Regions from separate parts of the Sus scrofa genome. Here region 1 is linked to region 2. Evidence: chromatin contacts called from public Hi-C data. All regions are on one chromosome and are shown on one strand. The core of a region is the stretch at or near the end of the contact, and the rest is flanking DNA. Distances in the headings are between cores, read along the strand shown. Region 1 holds the start of RMND5B (required for meiotic nuclear division 5 homolog B (S. cerevisiae)). Region 2 holds the start of HNRNPAB (heterogeneous nuclear ribonucleoprotein A/B).

Region 1 (4,591 bases), core at 459-2,958, 53 kb after region 2:
ACACATCTGAGTTCCCAGCACTGCAGCATGCCTACTCGCTCGTCCACCTCCCCACACTAGACTGCTCAGGGCTGGAATCCAATCTCATCCTCTCTCCCTTCAGTGCCCTGGTCCACAATGGGTGCATCCACTTCCTAACTAGGGGGCCTGAGCTCAAACCTGCCAGGGTTAGGCAGGAAGAAATATTAAAATCCCCACCAAGGCAGGCATATGGGTTTTGTCTCCAGTGTTCAGTATCCTAAAACAAGAGGGCCCTTTCTGGTGCCAGGGAGGAAGAAGGGAAATGTGCACACATTACAGAAAGGTCCCCGTTGTCTGACACTGAACTGAACAGCCTCTGCTGGCCCAACCCTTCATCTTTTGCACCCCCACCTTTATCCATTTTCACCCTACACATCACTCCTCTGTTTAAAACCCAATAGATTCCCACTGTACTTAGAATAAAAACCCTTCTTTTTTTCTTTTTTGGCCACGCCCAAGGCATGCAGAAGTTCCCAGGCCAGGGATTGAATCTGCACCAGTGACAACACTGGATCCTTAAACCACTGAGCCACCAAGGAACTCCACCACCCTTTTTATGCCCAAAATCTCTCTCTCTGCTCCTACCATTCTCCCCCTCAATGGCCATATTCCAACCACACTAGCCTTCCTTCCATTTCTTTTCTTTGTCTTTTTGCCTTTTTTAGGGCCGCATCCGTGGCATATGGAGGTTCCCAGGCTAGGGGTCTAATTGGAGCTGTAGCCACCAGCCACAGCCACGCGGGATCCGAGCTGCGTCTTCGACCCACACCATCGCTCATGGCAACGCCGGATCCTTAACCCACTGAGCAAGGCCAGGGATCGAACCCACAACCTCATGGTTCCTAGTCGGATTCGTTAACCACTGCGCCACGACGGGAACTCCTTCCTTCTATTTCTTGAACATCAGTTTATGTCTACCTCAGAGCTTTTGCACTGGCTGTTCCCTCTGCCTGGAACACTCTACTCCCAGATCTTCCTGTGGCTAGTTCCTTATCAGAGTCTCAAACGCAAACGTCATTTCTCCAGAGACGCTCTCCTAGACCACAGTATCTAATGCTGCCCCCTCTGCCCCACCCCACACCTGTCGCTCTATCAATTCACCCTGTTCCTTATTCTCATTGCACACCTTTTTTTTTTTTTTTTTTTGTCACATTTTTTGTCATTAACCAAAACTGGAGCGAGGTAAAAGCCCACCGTTTTTCTGGACGTCAGCCACCACTGGGAGTTTCACCTGCGTGAACATGCAAATTGCTGGCAAACTCCTACTCATCCTTCAAAAGACCTTAGTCGAATGCCCTGCCTGGCTCCCACGTCCGTAACGGGTTACCTCCGACCCCGCCGGGTCGCACTAGATTGGGACGTCTGAGTTCGAGCGACTCCCCCAGCAAGGGTGGCTCCTCGAAGGTTCTGAGTTTGTGAGGGTCCAACTCCCAGCCTGGGCCGACGTCTGTGGAGAAAACAAGGGCAAAGAGGACTGGTCGGGGGGCTTATTCGCGGGGCTTCAGAGAAGACCCGGAGGCTGGGAGTCTAGCGAAACACGGGCCCCCAGCGCCCGAGTCCGTGGTCCCGGCGCGCCCTGCCCTCTAGTCGCACCTCCCCTCCCGGAAGCTCGCGGCCTCTCACCTGGTCCCGCAGCCTTGGCCCTGGCTTCCGGCGCCGAGCCGCTGCCATCGGAACCGGAAGCTACTGGCCGTTGCTCCGCAGCTCCGGACTCGCCCACTCGCGGCTTCAAGGAGGGGTGGCCAAGCCTCCCCCTCCCGCGTGCCAAGGTTGGAGTCGCCCGCAGGATCCCCGCGGCAGCTGGCTGCCTCACCTCCCGAAGTCGGGACGCTGCGCAGGTGCTCCCCTGGGCCCTCGGGGCCGCCGGCAGAGCCCCGAACCTTCCCTTCAGCGGGAAGGAATCCGAGCGACCCACTTGCTGGCCAGCGGGTGTGCGCACTGCGGCGCCTCGTTCAGAAGTCTTAAACCAGAAATGACTGTGCCTCCCCCCCCTCCCCGCCCTCCAACTTCGTTTAAAATAAAGACATTTGAGAACTATGTCTAGATACTCATATTGCAATAGAACAAAGGGTGGGGGGGAAAATGTGTACATGTAAGAGTAACTTGATCCCCATGCTGTACAGCAGGAAAAAATAAAATATAAAAAAATAAATTAAAGACAGTACTGAACAACACAATGCCTGTAAGCGATCCAACGGTTAGGCTTTCCCGCGACAGCGCCTTGATTCTCTTTTTGAAATATCAAATGATGTTTAAAAGAAAAGTTCCTCTTTTCTGCCCTATCCCTGCTGCTCCTCTAAGCCCGGACTTAATACTCTGGGCGTTCAACAGAATTAAATTCTACTGTGAGAGACCGACCCCCTGCTCTGCTGCCCTCCATCGGTCGCCCTCCTTTTGGAGTTGGGGGGGAGACGGGTTGCACAATTGCCCTAAGGAGGGAGAAATAAGGATTGGGAAGGAGGAGAGAGGAAGCAGTGATCCCAAACGCAGGCCAAGACTGAATTCCCCCTCCCAGGTCCCCTTCCTCTGCAGGGAAAAGGCAGAGAAGTTTCCCACCTCCTCCTCAGACTTAAGGGACTTGGACTAGAAAGAGCGCAAGAGAAAAGACTCGGTCTCATTTTCCATAACTTCCTGCTCTCTTTTAGACCAGATTCATTCCAGGGCATTTTACCCTCTAACCCTCCACGCCTCCTCCCCACTCCCATAAAACACGCTTGCACAATCTTGGTTTGTTTTCTCTATAGCACTTGCACAATCCAGTCCTGTTTTCTTTATAACATTTAACTTTAAATTATCTTGAGCGTATATTTGCTTATTCTTGTTCTTCCTGCCCCTAACACCCCACCCCCCTACACACACACACACACACACACACACCCTCTTTTAGGATAAAAGCTCCATCCAGGCCAGGACTTTCTAATCATCGCTGTTATATCTCCAACATTCTCCAACATATGTGCTTGGAACACAGTAGGTGTGCAGAAATAGTCTGAAGTGACCAGTATCCTCCACTTATGAATGAGGAAACTGCGGCTCCAAAACCTGACGAAACACGCAATGAAGAGGGCGGTGCACAGCACCTCCTGGAGCCCGCGTGAGCGTCGCAGCATCCTGGAGAGGCGGGTCTGCTCTGCACGGTGAGCCTGGGTGGTCCTGGCCCAGGCTAGAGTCGTGGGGGCGGAAGGCTGAGTGAATCTTGCCTGGGGCCACGAGTCCGAGGCTGAGACTGCTGAGGCTGCGTCCAAGCCAGCAGGACCTCACAACCCTCCGCGAACGCCTCAGGCTTCACCACTTCCTCTGGGAGAGCCCTGGCCTGCCTCTCAGCCACAACGGGTGAGAACCAGAACTTAGAAGCCCAGCTCACACATCAGGCTTTTTCACCTCTGTGTCATTTTTCCCCCAGTATGTGGCTCCTCTTACATCGTGCTTTGGTTACTTTTCAGGGTGCACGTTTTCTGATTTGTCAGTATTTCCTTGTTGGAATTGGGTGACTTGGGGTTTTGGGGGGTTTTGTTTTTTCCATTTTATGGCCACACTGGCAGCATATGGAAATTCTCAGGCCAGGGATTGAATCTGAGCCACAGCTGCGATCTAGGTGCAGCTGCAGCAACAGGGGATTCTCTAACCTACTCTCCCCCCACCCCTCCCCGAGTCAGGAGGGGATGGCACCACCTCCCTGTTACACAAGTCTCTGCAGGCTGATTCTTCCACTGCAACACAGAGGGAACTCCTCGTTGGGTTTTGTTGGAGTGTGGCTGCTTCAGAGCAGAAAAACAGCTATTCTCCACTAACTCAATAATTGTCTGTTTTATCTTTTACTAGTTTCCTAAGATTCCATTTTTTAAATTTAAGAAGGAGTTTCCTGGTGGTCTAGTAGTTAAAGGATCTGGCATTGTCCCTGCTCTGGTGAGGGTTCTGTCCCTGGTTTGAGAACTTCCACATGACCCAGAGGTGGCCAAAAGACAATAATAATTCCGCGTACATGTCCATTTTGTTTTTCAGAGGATGGTGCTAAGTGTGACTTATCTTTTTCCCACATTTTTGTCCAGTTATCCCAAAACTGCTTATTAAAGAATCTTTCCTTACCCTCTCATTTTGAAGCAGCCCATTTTCATAATAAGATTTCTATGGAATGAAATCTATTTCCAGCTCTTCATTTTTTTCCTGAGGTAGTTTTACTTTTACACCAATGTTGTATTGTTTTACTCACTACTTTGTAATAGGTCCTAAGATAGGATTAAGCACCGCTCACAAAAAGGGCAAAAAAGAAAAACACAAGATTGCAGAGAAAGCAGATCACTGGTTGCCTGAGGGTGGGGTAGAAAGGATGACTGCAGAGGGAATGGGGGGGTGATGATGGAACTATTCTATATCTTGAGGGTAGGATTGGTTGTACAATTCTCTGCACTGTAAAAGCAGTGAGTTTTCCTGTATGTAAATTATGCATTTAAAATGGCAAGGGGGAGTTCCCATTGCAGTGCAGCGGAAACAAATCCGACTAGTATCCGAGGGGACATGGGTTCGATCCCTGGCCTCACTCAGTGGGTTAAGGATCTGGCATTGCAGTGAG
Region 2 (4,426 bases), core at 172-2,671:
AACTCATAAATTTCCAAACTTCCTTTTCCCCAAGCATTCAACCATGTGCAGAACACATAAACCAGTCATAGACTAAGAATGGTGGCATAATCTTAGAATACACTGAGACTCCTGATTATACAATACCCAACTTACCTTCTCCACACTGGCTGCATCTTTGAAGAGGATAAACCCAAACCCTCTTGACCGGCCAGTGTTGGGATCCATTTTTATTGTACAGTCAACGACCTCTCCAAATTTGGTAAAATAATCCTTTAGGTCCTTTTTGCTGGTATCCCAGCTCAGGCCACCAACGAACATTTTTCTGAAATGGTGGGGTAAGACACACGGCAACAAGCCTTATGAGAAAGCTGTGATTTTAGAAGAATTGGTCCTAGAAAAGCTTTCACTGACGTAATTATAAATAAAACCACCAACCTGAGCAAAGGTCCACCCCTAAGAGGCCGCAAAGGTTCTACCTCTGGAGGTTAATAAACCTCTGCTACCCTTCAAAACCCAATCTTGACCCTAACGACTCCGCACCCCCCAGGGCTGGTGGGGGAAGGAAGCACAACCTGACCAGAGAGCTAGACCCTGAGCACCACAACTGGAAGGAACCCAACCCAACAACCACGTATCAAAACGCTACAGTCCCTGCCACTCTCCACCACCTCCGAGCACTGGCTCTCAAGGAACTCAAGGCTTCCGGGCCGAGTCCGCGTTCAGGCTGTGACTCCGCCCTCGGCAGGAGGCGGAGGAGGGAGGCCAGGGCGCGCGCCAACTCCGCCCACGCAGCCCCGGCAGCCCGCGACCCGCCGGCCCCGGGTCCGAGCGCACTCCCCTTCCGGGCCGCCCGGCCCCGGCCCCGCGCCAGCGGCCCCAGGGCGGCGCCAAAGTCGACCCAACAAACTCCCTCAAACTCCCGCGCGCGCAGCGGCGGGCGGCGCGGAGTTGCTGGTTTGCGGGCCGCGAGCAGGCCCCGGCCGCCCGCCCCTCCCCCCGCCGCATGGCTCCAACAAAAGGCGGCCCCGGAACAAAGGCGGCGCCCCCGTCGGCCCGTGGCCGCACCTACCCCGCGTCCTCTTCGTTCTTGCTGGCGTTGATCTGGTCGCCCTCGGCGCCGTTCTGGTTGCCGGCCGGGGGCGCCGCGGTCCCGCCTCCAGAGCCCGCTGCGGCGCCGCTGCTGGTGCTGGTGCCGGTGCCGGTGCCGGTGCCGGTGCCGGTCCCGGCCGGCGACTCGCCTTCGGGGGCGGCCTCGTGTCCGTTCTCGGTGGCGCCCGTGGTCTCCATGGGCTGCTCTTCACCCGCTTCCGACATGTTAGGCCGAGGCACGCGGCTCCTGCAACAAGCGGCCACATACAGACACAGCGCGTCAGGCCCGCACGGCTCATGCCCGGACTCCCGCCCGCCGCCCGCAGGCCCGGCCGCTCACCTCGCCGCCGATGACGCCGCGGGGCCCGCTTGTCCTCACCCGCCGAGAAGGCGCCGCGGGCTCGGCCGCGCTCACACTCGCGCTGCCGGGCCTCTCCCCCGTCTACCGACGGAGCCTCCGCGATCGCGCGCCCTTCTCCTCGGCTACCGGAGACGCCGAACAGAATCCTCAGACGGATAATCTCGCCCGGGCCCGCGCGGTGCCGCCGCCTGACAATGCCGACTCGTGGCGCTCTTTATAATGCCGGAGCCGGGGCCACCTCGCAACAAGGCGCATGCTCATTGGCTTCGGCGGCTCGTCACTCAGCCCGGCGCCGGCGTCCCGTTGGCCGCGGCGCCGCGCGCACGCTAGATTCGGGCGGGCTTTGTCCTCATTTTAGAATCCGCGCGAGCCGAGGCCTTGCTAAGGATCTCGGGGTCCGCTGGCCGGACGGCCCTGTCTCTAGGGGCGGGCAGCCCGAGCCCGGAGGCGGAGAGGTCGGAGACTGACGCTCCGCCCTTTGAGGCCGTAGTCTCTCGTCCCCGGTACCCAATCCCAAAGTTGGCCGCCTCGGCCACTCCATTTCCCAAAAGAGGAAACTGGTCTCGAGGAAGCCTCGGAAACCAAGGTTGCCCGGCTGGAATTGGCGGAATCCAGCCTTCCGAGATTAGGCGCATTCGGTCCTCCAAGGCCCTCCGCATGGCTCTGAAAAATTGCGACGGGGCCCGCCCGCTCCCTTGACCTTGGTGCCTTCAAAGCCACGATCTCTGGCCCTTTCTGCCGCCTCCCCCGGAGGCTAGAAGCCGGGAGGGGGCGGAGTCCGCTAGGTGTCTGTAGCCATTAGTGCTCCGCCCCACGTCCCGGCGGGAGAAACCGTGGGACCACGAGGATCCCCTTGGCAACACTTTCACGACTAGTATCGCATTTTTACTTTTGATTACTTAAAATCTTTCATTTAATTCATTTATTTTTGCTCTAATCTATTTTTAAGAAAAGTAAACCGCTTCCGTGAAATCTTGAAGTTTGAGGGAAGGGAAAAATAGTTCTTTTTTCTGATATACAAAACCCCTCAATATTGATCTAGTTGACCACCGGGCTTGAAAGCCCTACGTTATCCCGTGATTCCTTTTAATCAAATGGGTGACAGGCCCCAAATAAACCAGGATTAAAACCTCTAAAGCCTGGGGATTACCAAATAACAGCAGAACACTAGTAGCTGACGTTTCCCACTGGAGTCCTGCTGCCAGGCCCAGTGTGGTGGGCTGGGCGTTTTATTTCCTCTTTTGACCTCCTAACAACCGTATGGAAGGTGGTACCATTACAAATTTATAAATGAGATAACAAACCCAGAGCCCTGGCCCGAGGCTCACTCCGCAATCCATCCAGCCCGTGGCGTTGCCTTGAGAATGTAAAATGTGATGATTTTATCTTTGGAAAAAATAATTTTCAGAAAATCTGAGGATTTGGCCACACAACACTGCATTTCCCCCAAGATATCAACCACCTAGAACTGGGGCACCCACCCCTAGATAAGCAAATTCCTCTGGTTCATCCCAAAGCCCACCTAAATTTCATAACTAATTCATATATCTCCATAAAACCTTGGTCATGTTACTGATATCTGGTGGTAAGGCTTACAGAGAAGTCCCTAACAAACTTTCCTCCCCTCCACCTCCACCTAGCCTCTGCCCACCCACAGAAATAAGGGCCAGGGTTTGGATCACAGGCTATGATGGACTCAGCCACCCGAGCAATGAAGAAAATCCAAGCAATTAAGTTCAAAGTCAAATAGGCATACTTCCACTTAATCTCCTGCTTTTTTTTTTTTTTTTTTTTTTTAAGGCTATTCTGCTTTTTATTTATTTCTTTGGCTGTGTGAGGCACAGGGAAGTTCCTAGGCCAGGAATCAAACCTGTGCCACAGCAGTAACCCAAGCCACAGCAGTGCCAAGGCTGGATGCTTAACCCACTGAGCCACCAGGGAACTCCTTAATCTCCTGCTCTTATCCACATGGATTCCTTAAAACTAACTTAATCATCAAAGGGAAGTGTAGGAAACCTAAACCATTTTCCAGATCAGAATTTCGGGCTCCATCTGCCTCTTGCAATGGAGGGAACCCAACTGACAAATATTTACTAAGTTCCTATCACAAACTAAAGCACAACTTGGTGAATGCTTTCAATGACATGCCAAATCTGCACAGTTTGTAAAATGTTTTCACCAACGCTGCATTAATGGAGCTTCGAAATAACTTTGTATGCAGTTATCCATAGTTTCTACACAAAAACACTGAAAATCACACAGCTAAACCAGCACTTCCAAATCCACATTGGTTCCAAGGCTCCTGACTACCACAGGATAAGAGAGCTCTGTGCCTCTGAGTTCCTTGATCTAAATTAGATCTCAGGAGTTCCCGTCGTGGCGCAGTGGTTAACGAATCTGACTGGGAACCATGAGGTTGCAGGTTCGATCCCTGCCCTTGCTCAGTGGGTTAAGGATCCAGCGTTGCTGAGAGCTGTGGAGCAGGTTGCAGACGCGGCTCGGATCCCGCGTTGCTGTGGCTCTGGTGTAGGCTGGCAGCTACAGCTCCAATTAGACCCTAGCCTGGGAACCTCCATATGCCGCAGGAGCGGCCCAAGAAATGGCAAAAAGACAAATAAATAAATAAATTAGATCTCATATCAGATTAAATGATTCTGAGGTGCAAATGAAGCAATGGCTTAGAAAATACTTTATAAACTATAATGAAATGCAAACAAATGGGGGTCAGTCTCAGCACAGAATTTTTTTTTTTTTTTTGGCCACATCCTCAGCATGGGGAAGTTCCTGGGCCTGGGATCAAACTTGCACCACAGCAGTGATCCAAGCCACAGCAGTGACAACACTCAATCCTTAACCAGCTAGGCCACCAAGGAACTCCCAGAATGCTTTTGTATTGCATACAAGAGTGCTTCTGTCAGGGGCAGGATACTGGGCTATTTGGGAGCAGCAAGAAGTCCCTTTGACACAAGAGACTCTAGTTACTCAGTCCTAGTT

What was found. Hi-C and Micro-C count contacts between places; a contact is called where the count stands out from the background.
Region 1: a Hi-C map of liver shows a contact between it and region 2, with 7 times the contacts expected there. The contact joins the promoter of RMND5B here to the promoter of HNRNPAB in region 2. A contact is called at or near these places in 12 of 47 Hi-C or Micro-C datasets (alveolar macrophages, blood, embryonic fibroblasts and 6 more) and 1 of 2 datasets of contacts at active chromatin or transcription factors (alveolar macrophages).

What each region holds. Positions count from the first base shown.
Region 1 is chr2:80,245,356-80,249,946 of Sscrofa11.1, forward strand. It overlaps RMND5B (required for meiotic nuclear division 5 homolog B (S. cerevisiae)), which reads right to left and starts at 1,709. Exons shown (of 11, transcript NM_001243800.1): 1 at 1,645-1,709; 2 at 1,349-1,468.
Region 2 is chr2:80,192,505-80,196,930 of Sscrofa11.1, forward strand. It overlaps HNRNPAB (heterogeneous nuclear ribonucleoprotein A/B), which reads right to left and starts at 1,422. Exons shown (of 7, transcript NM_001112695.1): 1 at 1,412-1,422; 2 at 1,052-1,318; 3 at 136-304. The coding sequence starts at 1,296.